Linked DNA regions of Rattus norvegicus: all the other regions are linked to region 3. Evidence: chromatin contacts called from public Hi-C data. All regions are on one chromosome and are shown on one strand. The core of a region is the stretch at or near the end of the contact, and the rest is flanking DNA. Distances in the headings are between cores, read along the strand shown.

Region 1 (3,317 bases), core at 548-3,047, 140 kb after region 3:
ATATGATGAACATAGGTGCTAAAGAGATTAAGGTCATTAGGAGAACCATGTACTTTGTACCAAGACAAAGGGAAACATACACTGAAGGTGAGACTCTTCTCCCAGTAAAGTCTCTAGGGTGTAAGCATGCTAACGGAAGGGTGCCCTGCTAGGAAATGACAGCCCAGAGAAATGGTTTTCCATGTCCAGGAGGCAGGCTGTATCTCAAGCTCACAGTAGAACATAATGCTGTCCAAAGGATGCTGGTGTTGCAGGCCTGAAGAATGCAAGAAACATGAGAAAAGCCACTGAAATCAGGAAATGTGTAGGGTCAGATTTTCAAGGAATTTTCAAGGAATTCCTGAGTGAGGAACTCGTAAGTTGCACTGGAGACACCAGGGTGTACATATACACGATTATATGTGCATATTTATCTCATATGAATATGAGACAAAAAAAACCCAATGATGAACATGCCAAATAAATGCTGAAAGGGATGTCAATGACTAAGGCCAGAGTAATTAGGACAACAAAGTAAATAAAGTAGCACTGAATTATAATGCAAAATATGAACATTATTTCTGTTTATGCTGATATAATTCAGTAACAGGGAATACATCAGTAAGGGGATATATGCAGATTTCCATACAACTGAGTTCCAAGCAATCTGTAGCTTTCCTGCTCCCAAGGAGTGGGAAAGTAATGTGCACTGTGCACAGTGACTTCCTTCTGGAGACTATAGCATAGAAATAAATAAATAAATAAATAAATAAATAAATAAATAAATAAAAAAAAAACACTTCCTCATCCAGGTAATGAAGGTTGGTATGACAGTGACAGGACATGAGGACAGTAATTCCCCTGTTGTTTTTTTTAATTGCTTGGCTTTTCTCTTTTAATAGAGGAGTCTCTCCATAGCCTAGGTGGACTTAAGGCTATACCCTTCCTATGTCAGCCTTCTGAGTCCTGAGGGTTTCAGACATGTGCTATCATGTCTGGTGATAGTATATATTCTTTTCTGTGTGCTGGTGTTTTGAGTCAGGGTTCTGTGAACTCATTATGTAGCCCAGGCTGACCACCAACTCACTGTGATCCTTCAGCCTTCAGCTTTTCGGGTTGCTGGGACCACAAACATGTACCACCATGCCTGGCTGACAGTATATACTCTTGATAGGATGTGACCAGTGACACCGTATGGTGTTTCTTCTTCAAGCACCAGGCACCAGACTGTATCACCATCTTAAGAGACTATGCTTAATTAAGTGACAGTCTGCAGATGTGACCAGTTCTCTGTAAAACTCACAAGGCCTTAAAAAAAAGCAAGGACAGCTTGAAAAATAGTCACAGGCTAGAGGAGCCTGAGGGACAGGACAACCCAATGTAAGGTGATATCATAATGGTGTACTGTAACATAAAAGTAATAATTAGATTAAATACTAACACATAGGGTATGGACTTCAGTTAATAAAAAACACCCTGGTATTCATCCATTAACTGGGATGTGGCACATTACTTTGTACTGTCGATATTTGGAAAAGAGTGTATTTAAACTATCTGGGAATATTTTTTACTACCCTTGAAAGTTTTCTTCTGTAAGTCTAAAAGTATTTTAAAATGTAAAAGAATTAAATAAAAAATTGAGACAATGCCATAAGAATTGTTTGGCAAGTAGTTCATATTAAATTATTATACACGATAACTGGATTGAGTTTTTATTCAAGCCAATTGCCCACAAGGAGAGCATTCAAAGAAAGACCCTCATAAGGCCTGTCTCTACAGAGGCTGAAATTCCAAGGGCACGGGTGCTAGCCGGTGCCAAGGTTTCAGAGAAGGGCTACCATTATTCATCAAGAGACAGGGCAAGACACTCCCCTTCTGAAAGGGCAGAGGAAGACAATAATGACCATTTACTGAGTCCTGAACTGTAGGGAAGTGCTCCATCTACTCTGAGTGCTCTGTCTCATGAAATCTAAAAACTCTAAAGGGGGTGGGGGGAGTACATATGTCATTCTCCCCATAAAATTTGAGGCTCAGAGAGTTTAACAACCCACCTACTAGGTCATTAATTGTACATTTGTGTGAGGTAAAGTGTGCTTTTTGATGTGTGTGTGTGTGTGTGTGTGTGTGTGTGTGTGTGTGTGTAGAGGGAGAGAGGAGAAGAAGGAGGAGAAGAGGAGGAGGTGGAAGAGGAGAAGGAGAAGGAGGAAGAGGAGGAGAAGGAGGGGGAGGGGAGAGGAAGAAGAAGGAGGAGAAGGAGGAGGAGGGGAGGAAGAAGAAGAAGAATAGGAGGAGGAGGAGGAAGAGGAAGAGGAGGAGGAAGAAGAAGAGGAGGAGGAGAGGAGAAAGAGAAGGAGGAGGAAGAAGAAGAAGAGGAGGAGGAGGAGGAGGAAGAAGAGGAGGAGGAGGAAGAAGAGGAGGAGGAGGAGGAGAATTGAAGCCAGGGGTGCTTCTGTCCTGAGACAGTCAGTGCTTAGCAATGCCTCCCTCCCATTGCCCCAACTTTCCCCCTTTCCCTCCTCCCTTCAGTTTAAACCCAGGGTCTTATTCATGCTAGGTAAGTGCTTTAGCACTGAACTATTTTATATATGTATGTATATATATATATATATATATATATATATGTATGTATATATATACACACACACATAGATGGATATATATATATATATATCCTTCTGCCTAACAGCACTCTTAACTCCTAAAATCTGTAGAGACAAGCATAGGACAGGGATTAAGTTTTCTTAATTAATTAACTAATTAATTAATAAATTATATTATTGCATGTGAATGTTTTGCCTGGATATATGTCTTTGAACCATATGAGTGTCTGATGCCCATGGAGGCCAGAAGCAGCATCAGATCCTCTGGGATTGGACTGTGAGCCACTGTGTGAATGCTAGGAACTGAACCTTCGTCCTTCGCAGTAGGCAGCATGCACCCTTTGCAGTAGGCAGCATGTGCTCTTAACTGTGGAGCCGTCTTTCCAACCCTGAACTGAATTTTTGGATTGCAGGAACTGATAGAGGCGACAGAAACAGAAACATTGTTGAAAGAAAAGATTGCAGGATGTTGGAAGTCTAGTTAGAATAAATTCTGGTGTTTCACAACACCCCAGGATGACTACAATTCACAACACCCTTCTACTGGTAGATTTTATTTAAAAGGTACAGAAGCAAGGGATTTGTAAGTTTCAAACACAAAGAAATGGTAACTGTTCTAGGAGGAGATGGTAATTCCTTGGACTTGATTATTACAGAAGACGTACATGTGTTGAACAGGCATAATCATACTCTATCCCATAAAAATGTACACACAGGTGAAAAAACACAAAAAGAGGT
Region 2 (3,462 bases), core at 49-2,548, 200 kb after region 3:
CAGTGTTTGGGAAATAAGTGAATGGATGCATTAACCCCACTACATTTTTGTTAAGCTGCCCATGTAGCACTGCCCACCACTGCCTACCACTAATTTCTACTGCCTACCACTACCTACCACTGCCCACCACTGCCTACCACTGCATTCCATAAGCCTATTTGAGGGCGGGTATTTATTGATCTTATCTATTCTATTTTTGTCTTTCTGCTCTTCAGTATTGCCATTCACACCTTGTAAGTAGGACATAGTATTTGTTATATAGTAGAATCTAGACTCAGAAAACTCACTTGTCTTCATTTGACTGTTTTTCTTTTAAACTACGTGAAATGACATAATGTAAAGTACCTTTCAGGAAGTTCTAAGTTCTGTGCTTAAACCAGAATCTCTCCTCTGACCTTGGTGAGACACTTACTCAAGTTGAATTTATTTTCTTGGAATGATTTGTCAGCTAGACTAATAATATCCCACACAGAAGGTGGTTCTGAAGATTAAACAAGACAGTATACATGAAATACTTGGAACTAGAAGGTGTTCAACCAGAGTTAATTTCCGTTCACCCAGTCAGTGTCATAGCATGGCAGCAACTTGACTGGTTCCTTCAGACTTCTGTAGGGTCTTTGAGCATTAGAGACAAGTCTCCCTTATGTCACCCTGGCATTTGGATGTGAAATGGTGCCCTTGAAAGCTGACACTGGGCTGTGTCAGGAAGACATTAGCCTTCTCACAGCCAGTGCTATTCTGGGGTTTGATGGCTTTGGAGAGAAGATAACAGCTGACCTTTGTCCAGATAGAGAATGCCCGTGTTCTGGGAGAAAGTGCCAAAACCCCAACTAATGCCAGCTGGAAAGACTCAGTTGTGCCCTGAAGTCGGGTATTCAAATGCCATTATTTTTATGCCAACATAAGAGTTTGTTCTTTGCAACAGAAGAAAAAGACCAGATTCCATAGCAATGAACTCCAAAGGAACTGGAAAGTTCCAGGTCTTTTCTGCTTGCCTGAGTCCAATAGCCACAAACATGGAATGAAGGTTGTATTTGTGAGAATGGTCCCCCAGTGCTATAGTTGTGATTGCAAAGACTTGAGAGAGCAGAGATTCCCTTTGTGCTTATGCTTCATGTCAACTATGGGAGCAGAAAGCTGTTCTGTGTTCTCACTCAAGATCAAGGTTCGGAGAGTTACCATCAAGGGAGCACTACCAGTCAGCCTATTAGGAGAAATAGGCTAAGGTCACCCAGGCGATCCAGCCTGATAGGTCAGACCTGTCTCCGTGTGATTATCTAAGCAATGTGCATGGCTTAAACATTAAACCAGTGGCAGGGTGCCAGGGAGTGCGAGGACTCAGCAGGGCTCAGCGCGGGCTGCTGTAGAGTTACTTCAAAGCAAGAGAGTTGGTTCTCATTCTGAAACAAATACAGTTTCCCGGTCAACCACCTAGAAGCCTTGATTCTACTGGGTGCTGAGCTGCACCCTTGACAGACTTTTCCTCCCTTGCGCATTACTTTGTGTGGCGAGCATCAAGGATAGGAATGAGAATATGGAGCTGTGATATGAGCTCTGAAAGCAGAGGATTAGAATTATCAGAAGTATATAGAAGAAAGGGTACAGATATTTTGAGATGCTAGGAAAGTTGAACCAACAGAGTTTAGGGATCTGTCAAAGGGAGGGCAAAGGGGAAAGGAAGAAATGTCAGACGGTCCCTCTGTTTTTGCCGTCTTGTTTGACAGTGGGATAAAGATGGTAGGTACAGTTCTCTGGAAAAGGTATACTCAGGTAATAGCATGTTACTTATGCTTCCAGAAGACAACCATGATTATTAAATAAGGCATTGAATACATGGATCTGGAGCTTAGGAAGAAGTATGAACCAGAGATAAACATTCAGTGCTTGTTAACTCAGTTGATGGCTCAAGCCAAAGGAAAGTGGGTGGAGTAAAAAGTACATCAGGAAATGAAGTGTAGGGAAGGAAATTAGAGGAACGTTTATGTAAGGAACATAAAGTAGACACTGATGCAATTATTTTGAGAAATAATTTTCAGTTACCTGATAAATACAGGTAAATCCATTTGCCCAACAATGTTACTCCTGAGCATAGGGTTTAGGAAAAAGTCAGAGAAGACATACAGAGGACACTCAGAGCAACACAGCTACACTAGCAGAGCCTGGGAACCACCCAAGTGGCTATGGAAACTAGAGAGGCCAAATTAGTTGTGGAATAGCCACACAGTGGAATAACAGCAAACGACAAAAAAAAAAAAATAACAACAAAGCAGGGCTTTGTGCAGCAGCAAAGACGAGCCTCCAGAACAGAATGCTAAGTGGAAAAAAAGAGTTGCATAAGAGAACATCCAGTATGATTCTTTTAATATAAAGTCCATAGGCTTGGAAAACTAAACACATGTGGTAAAACTTAAAAAACAAATCCATAAACATGAAAATAAGAATAGTGGTTGCTTTAGGGGAAGAGGGGAAGGGCTGGGGTCCCATTGGTGTTCACGGGGTTTCAGAGCCTGGAGTGGTGTAGTTCAGACTAAGCATAGGAGGGAAAGGACAGCACTGAACTTATGCCCCCCCACCCATTCTAAATGTAACTTTCATGACATGGAATAGTGACCCTCAATACGTGTTAATACTTATTTTGTGTGTGTGTGTGTGTAGATGAGCATGTGCGTGTGTGAGTATATGTATGTGTGTAGAGGTTAGAAGTCAACCTTTAGTGTCGTTCCTCAGGCATGTGCCACCTTGTGTTTTTGAGACAGGGTCTTTCACTGGCTGGGGATTTGCTGATTAGTGTAGCGTGACGGGTCAGTAAATCCTGGGATTCACTTGTCTATGTCTCCGTGGTATTGGTATCATAAGCACTCACCCCTATGCCTGATTTTTCATGAGGGATCTGGGATTAAATCCAGAGTTGAATGTTTCTATGACAAGCAGTTTATTGCCTCCAACCTCATGGCTTACTCACTTACATTTTTTGTAATAATCTAAAAATTAATATAATAAAGAAGGCTTGAACATAGGAAGTAATACAGTCTGAAAGATTATACAGTCAGAGGACAAGGAATTAAAAAAATGTCACTTAAAGGCCACGAAAACCAGGAAAAATAAAAGTCCTAGAATTAGCAGAACGTTAAGTGCTTTGGAGAGCATTTATGAATGGACTTCCATGTGCTGCCCTTACTGATGAGGCTTATGAATGTATGTCACTTAACCTTTCCACAATATCTTGAGGGACATACTACATTGGGTTCTTTTAATCGATGAGAAAAATAAGGTTCAAAAAGCCATGTAATCATCCAGGTCTTATATTTACGTGAGTGACAATTTAGATTAGAACAAAAGCTCTTATGGAAAATCCATGCTCCCAACTGGACATACACTATGCACATGCTCTCTTCTTCAAACAAGGAAGTTTTCAAGAAGAAAGACTCAGCAATATCAAATGTTGCAGAGACATAAAGTGAG
Region 3 (3,398 bases), core at 777-3,276:
CATGGCCGCCCCAAAGCTCCCTTAGTGCAGTTTGCTTTCGGAAGACAGGACTTTACCTTTCCTTGCTGGTCTCATTGCTAATTAGTTCCAGTGTGAGCTTAATTCAGCATACCTCAAACCCAGAGAACTAAAGAGTCTCTTTGAGGGTCATCAATGGCCCCTAATCAGAGGCCACTTATACAAATGACTAGTTTTTTTTAGCCCACACCAAATTAGAGTGAGTGTGACAAGAGTGGCCTAGACAGAACATTGAAGGTAAAATTAATTCTGTGCAGGAATCAAGCAGGACAAGGAGAGAGGGTGAAAGATCGGGGTGCACCAGAGGGGAAATGGTTCGCTAGTTGGGAGGAAGGCTTATAACATAGGCAGAAGGGTAGGAGGCAGGGCTGTGCAGTGAAAGGGATGCTCCAGGGGGCTGACGGTGGGATACAGAGTTACAGAATGGTTCAATAAGGCAGTCAGATTTGTACTGCGTATCCAAAAGCTAGAACTTGGAGCTGGGGAGATGGCTCAGTGACTAAGAACAATTAGTGTTCTTTCAGAGGACCCAGATTTGGTTCCCAGGATCCACACATTGGCTCCCAAACATCTGTAACTCCAGTTCCAGGATCTGACAGCCCTATGGCCTTTGTGGGTAGCACATGGTGCACAGACATACATGCAGGCAAAACACTAATCTGTACGGATTGATATAGAATAATATATACATAAGTCATCTTTTTTTTAAAAGCTAGAACCAGTTGCCTTTAATTCCAGCTCTCGAAAGGCAGAGGCAGGCAGATCTCTGTGAGTTTGAGGACAGCCTGGTCTAAAAGTGAGTTCTAAGGCAGCCAGGGCTATATAAAGATAGAGAGACCCTGTCTCAAACAAACAACAACAATGCTAGAACGGTGGAACCATTTCCATCTCGGTATTATAACGACCCTTGGAAGAAATGTGCTTTTGTACATTGTAGTACGCTCAGGCTAGATACTATTGAAGGTGTAAGGGCCTTTCAAATGTTAATTCTCTTTCTTGACCAGGGTGGGGTGAGGGTGGGGATCAACTCATATAAAAGTAATCAACATCATGAGGATCATCAGCACATTCAAGGGGAAACAGCAGATTCCTTGAAAGTCAAGGCCAAATAGGCTGGGGTATGCTGGAGGCCAGCTGGACTAGCAGAGGGGGGTGGGCTTGGCTTTGGTTTTCCAATTCAGAAATAGAAGTATTGGCCCAACTTACGAAGCTCTTCTGGTGTACAAGCTCTCTTACAGAAGCGCGTGTGAAATAATCAGTTATCTCCCCCACCATGACTGCCTGGGGAGAAATACTTCCGTGACTGCAGTCTACTCGCTGGGAAATGAAGGCACAGAGACATAGTCAGGATTCTAGAGCAGAGGTGGGTGGGTGGGACGGTGGGGAAGGGTGGGTCTGGCTCCGGAATCTTTTACACCACAGGATCTTCCGAATCTAACACAACTATCCGGTGCTGAACGTTAAAACCAAAACAACAAACCCACCTTAAATTGAAAATTGTATTTTTAGGATAATTCAACTCAAGGCTGAAATTTGTAAATAAATAAATAAATAAATAAATAAATAAATAAATAAATAAAGCAAGCAAGCAAGCAAGCAGGCAAGCAAGCATTTTAGTATTGTAGACCTCCCACCGACCCTCTCCCCACATCTAATCAAAGGCCAGCAAGAAAGTGCTTCTTTTTATTTATATGGTTTTCCCCCCCTTTTGTGATGCTTTGGAGTTTCTGAACGCTAGGGGCTCCCGGATTCTCTGGTTTGAGAGCAACTTTTTCTTTCAGGTTTTTTTTTTTTTTTTTTTGAAAGGGGGTGGGGGAAATGTGGCCTTAATTATCCTACGTTTTAGGCAGCTTAAGGAAGGGGCTGTGCTTTCAGAACCCTGTTGGAGCCAAGTAAGGAGGTCCCTCTCCTCCCCCCTCGCCTTTTAAAGGCGCTCGTGAAATATAAGCTCAGAAAACAAACCGAGCGATCACAGCGGCAGCCCGGGCGGCAGCAGCAGGAGGAGGAGCAGAAGGAGGAGGCAGAGTTGGAGTTGGGCAGACGCTGTGGAGAGCTAGCTGCAGGACGCTGCGGAGTTGCAGGGCTCCGCGCTGCTCCATTCATTAAGTAGCTGCGGAGGATCGTGGCCGGACGCCGACGCTGCCCACTCGCAAACTTCAGCACGCAGACGCACGCCAGCCCGGCGCGTCCGGGACAGCACAGTTTTGCAAAAGTTCCTGCTCGGGATTTGGCTCTCTTCCCTTTGGACTAGCGAACAGTTTGGGGTTGAGAGGAAAGCAGAGGCGCTCAGGGGGAAACCTACCCGCGTCTGCAGTTGGAGCTACTCGGCCGGGCTGTACACTCGCCGCCGCGTCCCGAGCCCGCAGATCCGCTCCTGAGCAGCGGCGGCCCGCAGCGCCCCGGGAGGCTCCCCGCAGCCAGCGCCATGCAAAGCTACAAGTACGACAAGGCGATCGTCCCTGAGAGTAAGAACGGCGGTAGCCCGGCGCTCAACAACAACCCGAGGAAAGGCGGCAGCAAGCGGGTGCTGCTCATCTGCCTCGACCTCTTCTGCCTCTTCATGGGTGAGCGCAGCCCCACCAGTCCCACCCAACCCCCCCTCCCGGCCCCCGACCCCGGGCCCTGCCGCGCTGTCAGCCCCCAGGGTCCCGCAGCCATCTCCCCCACCACCGGGCGCCGTGCTGGCCGCGAGCTCCCCGCCCTCCCGGACCCCAATTTCAATCCCGGCCTGCGATTTCAAGTTGGGGCGTGCTTGTGCTTTCGCGGTAGCTGGAACCACCTCCTTAGGGGTGACGGACTCCCAGCTGAAGATCACCCCTAAGGAGGTGTGAGCTCGAGCTCCAAGATCTGGAGGAAACCTGTGGCTCTCCGCCCTGCGTCCGCGAGTGAGACCCATCTCGGTCTCCCGGCAAGGCGGGCTCCTACCGGAGTGGCGCTGCTGGCCCCGGCTGCATGTAAACATCCACCCCTTCCGTCGCGCTGCCTTGCAGGGCCAGTCGCACTAGCTGGCCTTGTCACTCGCTACTCGCTTGGCTGAAAGCCGCAGAGGGTGGAACGTGGCTCTACCCAGGTGCTGGGCTACAAGGAGCACATCACTTGTTGAGCGCCTACTGTGTGCCGGATGATAGACCGCTTCGCGGGCATCAGTTTTAAACTAGCTCACTTGTGCCGGGAGGCCACTGAAAGAAAGGCAGTCACAGTCTTGCTTGGGGGCCACAGTTGAGCTACACTGCCTCAAAGTTGAGGCCCTAGCGTTCTGTTTATCAGAACAGATGAAAACTTCAGCTGAAAGGGGCAGCCGGAGGCACAGGAATTGGAGTGGGAAAGAGAGAAGGATTTATTGAACCAGGCTAGGGGGAAGAGAGAAGCAATTGACGTAA
Region 4 (3,461 bases), core at 892-3,391, 240 kb after region 3:
CCAATAGGGATAGGTGAACAGTGTATAATTACTGTACAAGCCTAGACTCTTCACGCTATTTCACTGAGGCCTTTGAGGAAGATGATAACAAGCCAGAATTGTAGATCTGGAAATGGAGTTCAGAGAACTTTCATAATCAAGTAACTTTTTGGTAATGGCTGTCCAATCCGGAGTAATGAAGTGTTGATCCCAGTCAAACTCAGGACTTTCTAAAATCCTGGTATTCCAGGTTTGGCTAGTAAAGGTGAAGTGGAGTTGCAGGGGTGTGGGGGGTGTCCATGGATTAGTTTTAGGGCTTTAACTAGGCCTGGACTGAATAGGAAGTTAAAAATGTCAGAAGAAGGGCTCTCATCCCTCTACTCAAACACCATGCAAATGTTTCCTATCTGGGCAGTCAAAGCAGATGTCCCCAGAGGACCTCTGTTCTGAGGAAAAGGCCAGTGGTGACTGCTAGAAACTGATGAGGACCATAAGTAGACTTTGTTATTTCCAAAGAAATCCAGGAGGGCAGGCAGAGGACAAAAGGAAGACATGTGCCCTTGGACTCAACATGATTGCAGTGCCCACTGGACAGCTGTTATGTCAGAACAGTGCAGGGTTGTGGTGGTGTGCTGGTGTGGTGGTGGTGGTGGTATGGTATAGTGATGGTGGTGATGGTGTTGTTGTTGTTGTAATACAGGCTTGAATCTTAGATAGGAGTTTGTATAGTGTGTGTGTGTGTGTGTGTGTGTGTGTGTGTGTGTGTAGAAAAAAGGACAACTTTCCCTCATGTGCACAGGAAGGTGACAATTTTTTTCCCCTTTCTGTATAAGTCTTGGATATGGTTGATGCTCAAACTTGCCAGTCAGTGCCTCAATGGACTGAGGAAAGTGCTTCTGCTGACTGGAGGCTAGCAAACTAAAAACAGGTTTGGAATTACCTTTATCTGTCTCCATGTTTACCAAAGAGGCAAACACAGAGTGGATGTCAATCAGAAACTATGTTCAACACTAATTTTAGCCCGAGTTAATATAAAATTGGTGGAAATTGTTTGTTGAGTCATCAACTCATTCAACAGATGTCTTACTAATTCATTCAACAAATGCCTTATCAAGCACCATAATGGGCGCTGTCTGGAGAACTTGGGTTTGAAGAGAGGAAAATAAAACATTCTCCATGTCCTCACATAGACATGTGGACATGAAGAATGCTGGGCTCAGTGAGCTTCAGACTGACCCCTCATGCTCTGAAAGCCTCACTCCTCTGGAGACTACAAAACAGGCAAGTCATCCAGCTGCAGACTCAACACTGGGATACATCTTGTTTTTGAAGAGAGACTAGGCCAACTCTGGCACTACACCTCCTTTCTGTCTCTCAGGCCCTTTGTGCCCTCTTATCTCATCCCATCTAGAGTTCTTGGCTTCTGGGCATTTTCTTGGGGGCTTAATTTGGGCCCACTGTGGTGAACTCCTTTTTTCTTGCTAGTATCTTCTTGGCCTTCCATTTTTTTCTCTGAGATGTTAGTGCCTCATGAAGTTATTTCCCTAAGTGTCCCTTGCAATGTCCACCATGTCTTTCTCCTGTCTTGTCTCGTGACCTCTTTTGCTGAGTACAATTTGAACTGATGACCCATGTTTTATCATGGGATCCATCTTACCCCAATATGATACTTTCTGAAGGTGCACAGTCAGCCCACAGCTTGTAATCTGAATAGGGTACACATAGAAATCTCCAGCCTAAAATGGTAACAAAGAAAAGTCCTTTGTCAGCCCAGTTAGCGAAAGAGACCCTATTACGGTACAATATGATTTCTTCGTAACTCTGGACATTTGAGAGTTAGGATCTCTTGATCTATTTGACCTTAGGGAATTTTCCCTAGAATGTTCTTCACAAATTGGAAACTCAGGGCTATTAATTATACCACCGGACAGCAGGGAAGCTGAGGAGGAGAAATCAATGAAAGGAATTCTTATCATAAGCGCTCTCTCTAATTTGGGGAAACTGAAATCCCTGTATGTTTTTTCAATAAGCACTCCGTCAGAAGCCCGCTTACTCTGACAGGCTTTCATGAGTGCAGCAAGAACAACCCCTGGATGCTGGCCTGCCATAGCCAACTATGAAAATGTGAATTCCACGGGTCACTGTTTTTGCAGCCGCCAGATGTGGATGAAAGGGGAAGGGTGTTTTATTGTGTTTTTTCAAGAAACAGAGAAGGGTCTGTCCTGAAATGGGCCTGCTTCCCTCCCACACAAGTGGCCACCATGTGGCCAGAGGACAGCTAGCTAATTTGCAAGATTAAGCCTTTCTAAATATTTGGAATTGGTCTCTTCTGTCTTCAGCTAATAAAATAGATTTTGCTCCAAAATGGATTTAGGAAGCAGGCACAAGGGCTTCTAAGGGCTTGTTGGCAAGTTACCGGTTAACAAGGTCCATCTGTCAGACGGATGTACGATGGACAGGCTCTGAATGGATGATCTCACGCTTGACCTCCCAAAGATGTCTGCCTTCAGGCAGAGGTCCTGCCTTAGGAAGATGGTGTCCAGTGCCGGTTTGTGCTGGAGTACCCGGGACATAAGCTGTCTCTGCTATAAAACTGTGAGTTGGAAGCGCACGAAGAATAATGAAAGACTGAAAGCAAAAGCGTGCACAAAAAGAAAGCCCTATTAGCTGCAAATATCTATTCAATTCAGTGATTCATCCTTTAACTAAATGCTGCATTTCTGTAATGTGCCAAAAGCTCCACTGGACTCCAGGGAAATAGATGAGGTAAGACACAGTCTCTGCTGTAAAGAAGCTTATGGTTTATTTGTGGAGACAGACTTATAAACATCTGTAATATAAAATGTCATAAACTAGAAGCTGCAGAAGAGGCTTTGAAGAAAGAGACTAGGATCTGTCTGGGGGAAGCAGGGAAAGTTTCATAGTGGAAGCAGCCTGAGTGCCAAGGAAACATAGTAGGAAGGTTCCAGGGTGTGTGTGCGAGTGTGTGTGTGTGTGTGTGTGTGTGTGTGTGTGTGTGCGCGCGCGCGCGTGCGTGCATGGGAGTGCTCAGCACTGAAGTATAGGGCTTTTTAAGAGAAGGTGCTGTTGTGGGTAACAGCCATTCATGTGACTGAATTGTGAGGAGAAAAGGGTGAGGAGACTACAGCAAAGTACGGGTGGCTAAGACAGGCATGGAGGTGCTCATAATTCTAGCGCATTCATTCCGCATTTGTGGGCAGTGCATGAAATGAATAGGAGAGCGAGCATGATGGTGAGTCCTTGGTGTAGAAGATAGCTTTGAGTGAGGCAATAGTCAACTCAATCTGTGAGGTCTGCCTGTTAATAACCAAAAGCACTAAGCTTTACCGTTGTGAACAGACTCTACCCTCTGCTCTCCATATTGACCTGTAACCTTTCCCTACCAGACTCTGTCCCTGGAATGGAAGATACCTGGGGCTCTGTCTGGAAAAACTTGGGTTCTACTGAAGAAAGACTAGGTA

Evidence for each region. A called contact is a pair of places that touch in the nucleus more often than the background predicts.
Region 1: a contact with region 3 is called in a Hi-C map of Schwann cells, with 7 times the contacts expected there. The contact joins the enhancer-like site here to the promoter of Plpp3 in region 3. A contact is called at or near these places in 5 of 12 Hi-C or Micro-C datasets (Schwann cells, hepatocytes, kidney and 2 more) and 1 of 1 datasets of contacts at active chromatin or transcription factors (oligodendrocytes).
Region 2: a contact with region 3 is called in a Hi-C map of hepatocytes, with 2.4 times the contacts expected there. The contact joins the enhancer-like site here to the promoter of Plpp3 in region 3. A contact is called at or near these places in 2 of 12 Hi-C or Micro-C datasets (hepatocytes and liver) and 1 of 1 datasets of contacts at active chromatin or transcription factors (oligodendrocytes).
Region 4: a Hi-C map of Schwann cells shows a contact between it and region 3, with 5 times the contacts expected there. The contact joins the enhancer-like site here to the promoter of Plpp3 in region 3. A contact is called at or near these places in 2 of 12 Hi-C or Micro-C datasets (Schwann cells and mammary epithelial cells).

The regions. Positions count from the first base shown.
Region 1 is chr5:125,294,249-125,297,565 of GRCr8, forward strand. No RefSeq gene overlaps it. Among named protein-coding and RNA genes, the nearest start is that of Plpp3, 140 kb to the left of the region's middle. Within about 2 kb of position 1,798, at least 7 of the 93 cell types and tissues checked have an H3K27ac peak or open chromatin away from gene starts, as enhancers often do. A contact at or near this core is called in Schwann cells, where this site is marked.
Region 2 is chr5:125,356,968-125,360,429 of GRCr8, forward strand. No RefSeq gene overlaps it. Among named protein-coding and RNA genes, the nearest start is that of Plpp3, 200 kb to the left of the region's middle. Within about 2 kb of position 1,299, at least 14 of the 93 cell types and tissues checked have an H3K27ac peak or open chromatin away from gene starts, as enhancers often do. A contact at or near this core is called in hepatocytes and liver, where this site is marked.
Region 3 is chr5:125,153,974-125,157,371 of GRCr8, forward strand. It overlaps Plpp3 (phospholipid phosphatase 3), which reads left to right and starts at 2,027. Exons shown (of 6, transcript NM_138905.2): 1 at 2,027-2,582. The coding sequence starts at 2,444.
Region 4 is chr5:125,397,545-125,401,005 of GRCr8, forward strand. No RefSeq gene overlaps it. Among named protein-coding and RNA genes, the nearest start is that of Plpp3, 240 kb to the left of the region's middle. Within about 2 kb of position 2,142, at least 2 of the 93 cell types and tissues checked have an H3K27ac peak or open chromatin away from gene starts, as enhancers often do. A contact at or near this core is called in Schwann cells, where this site is marked.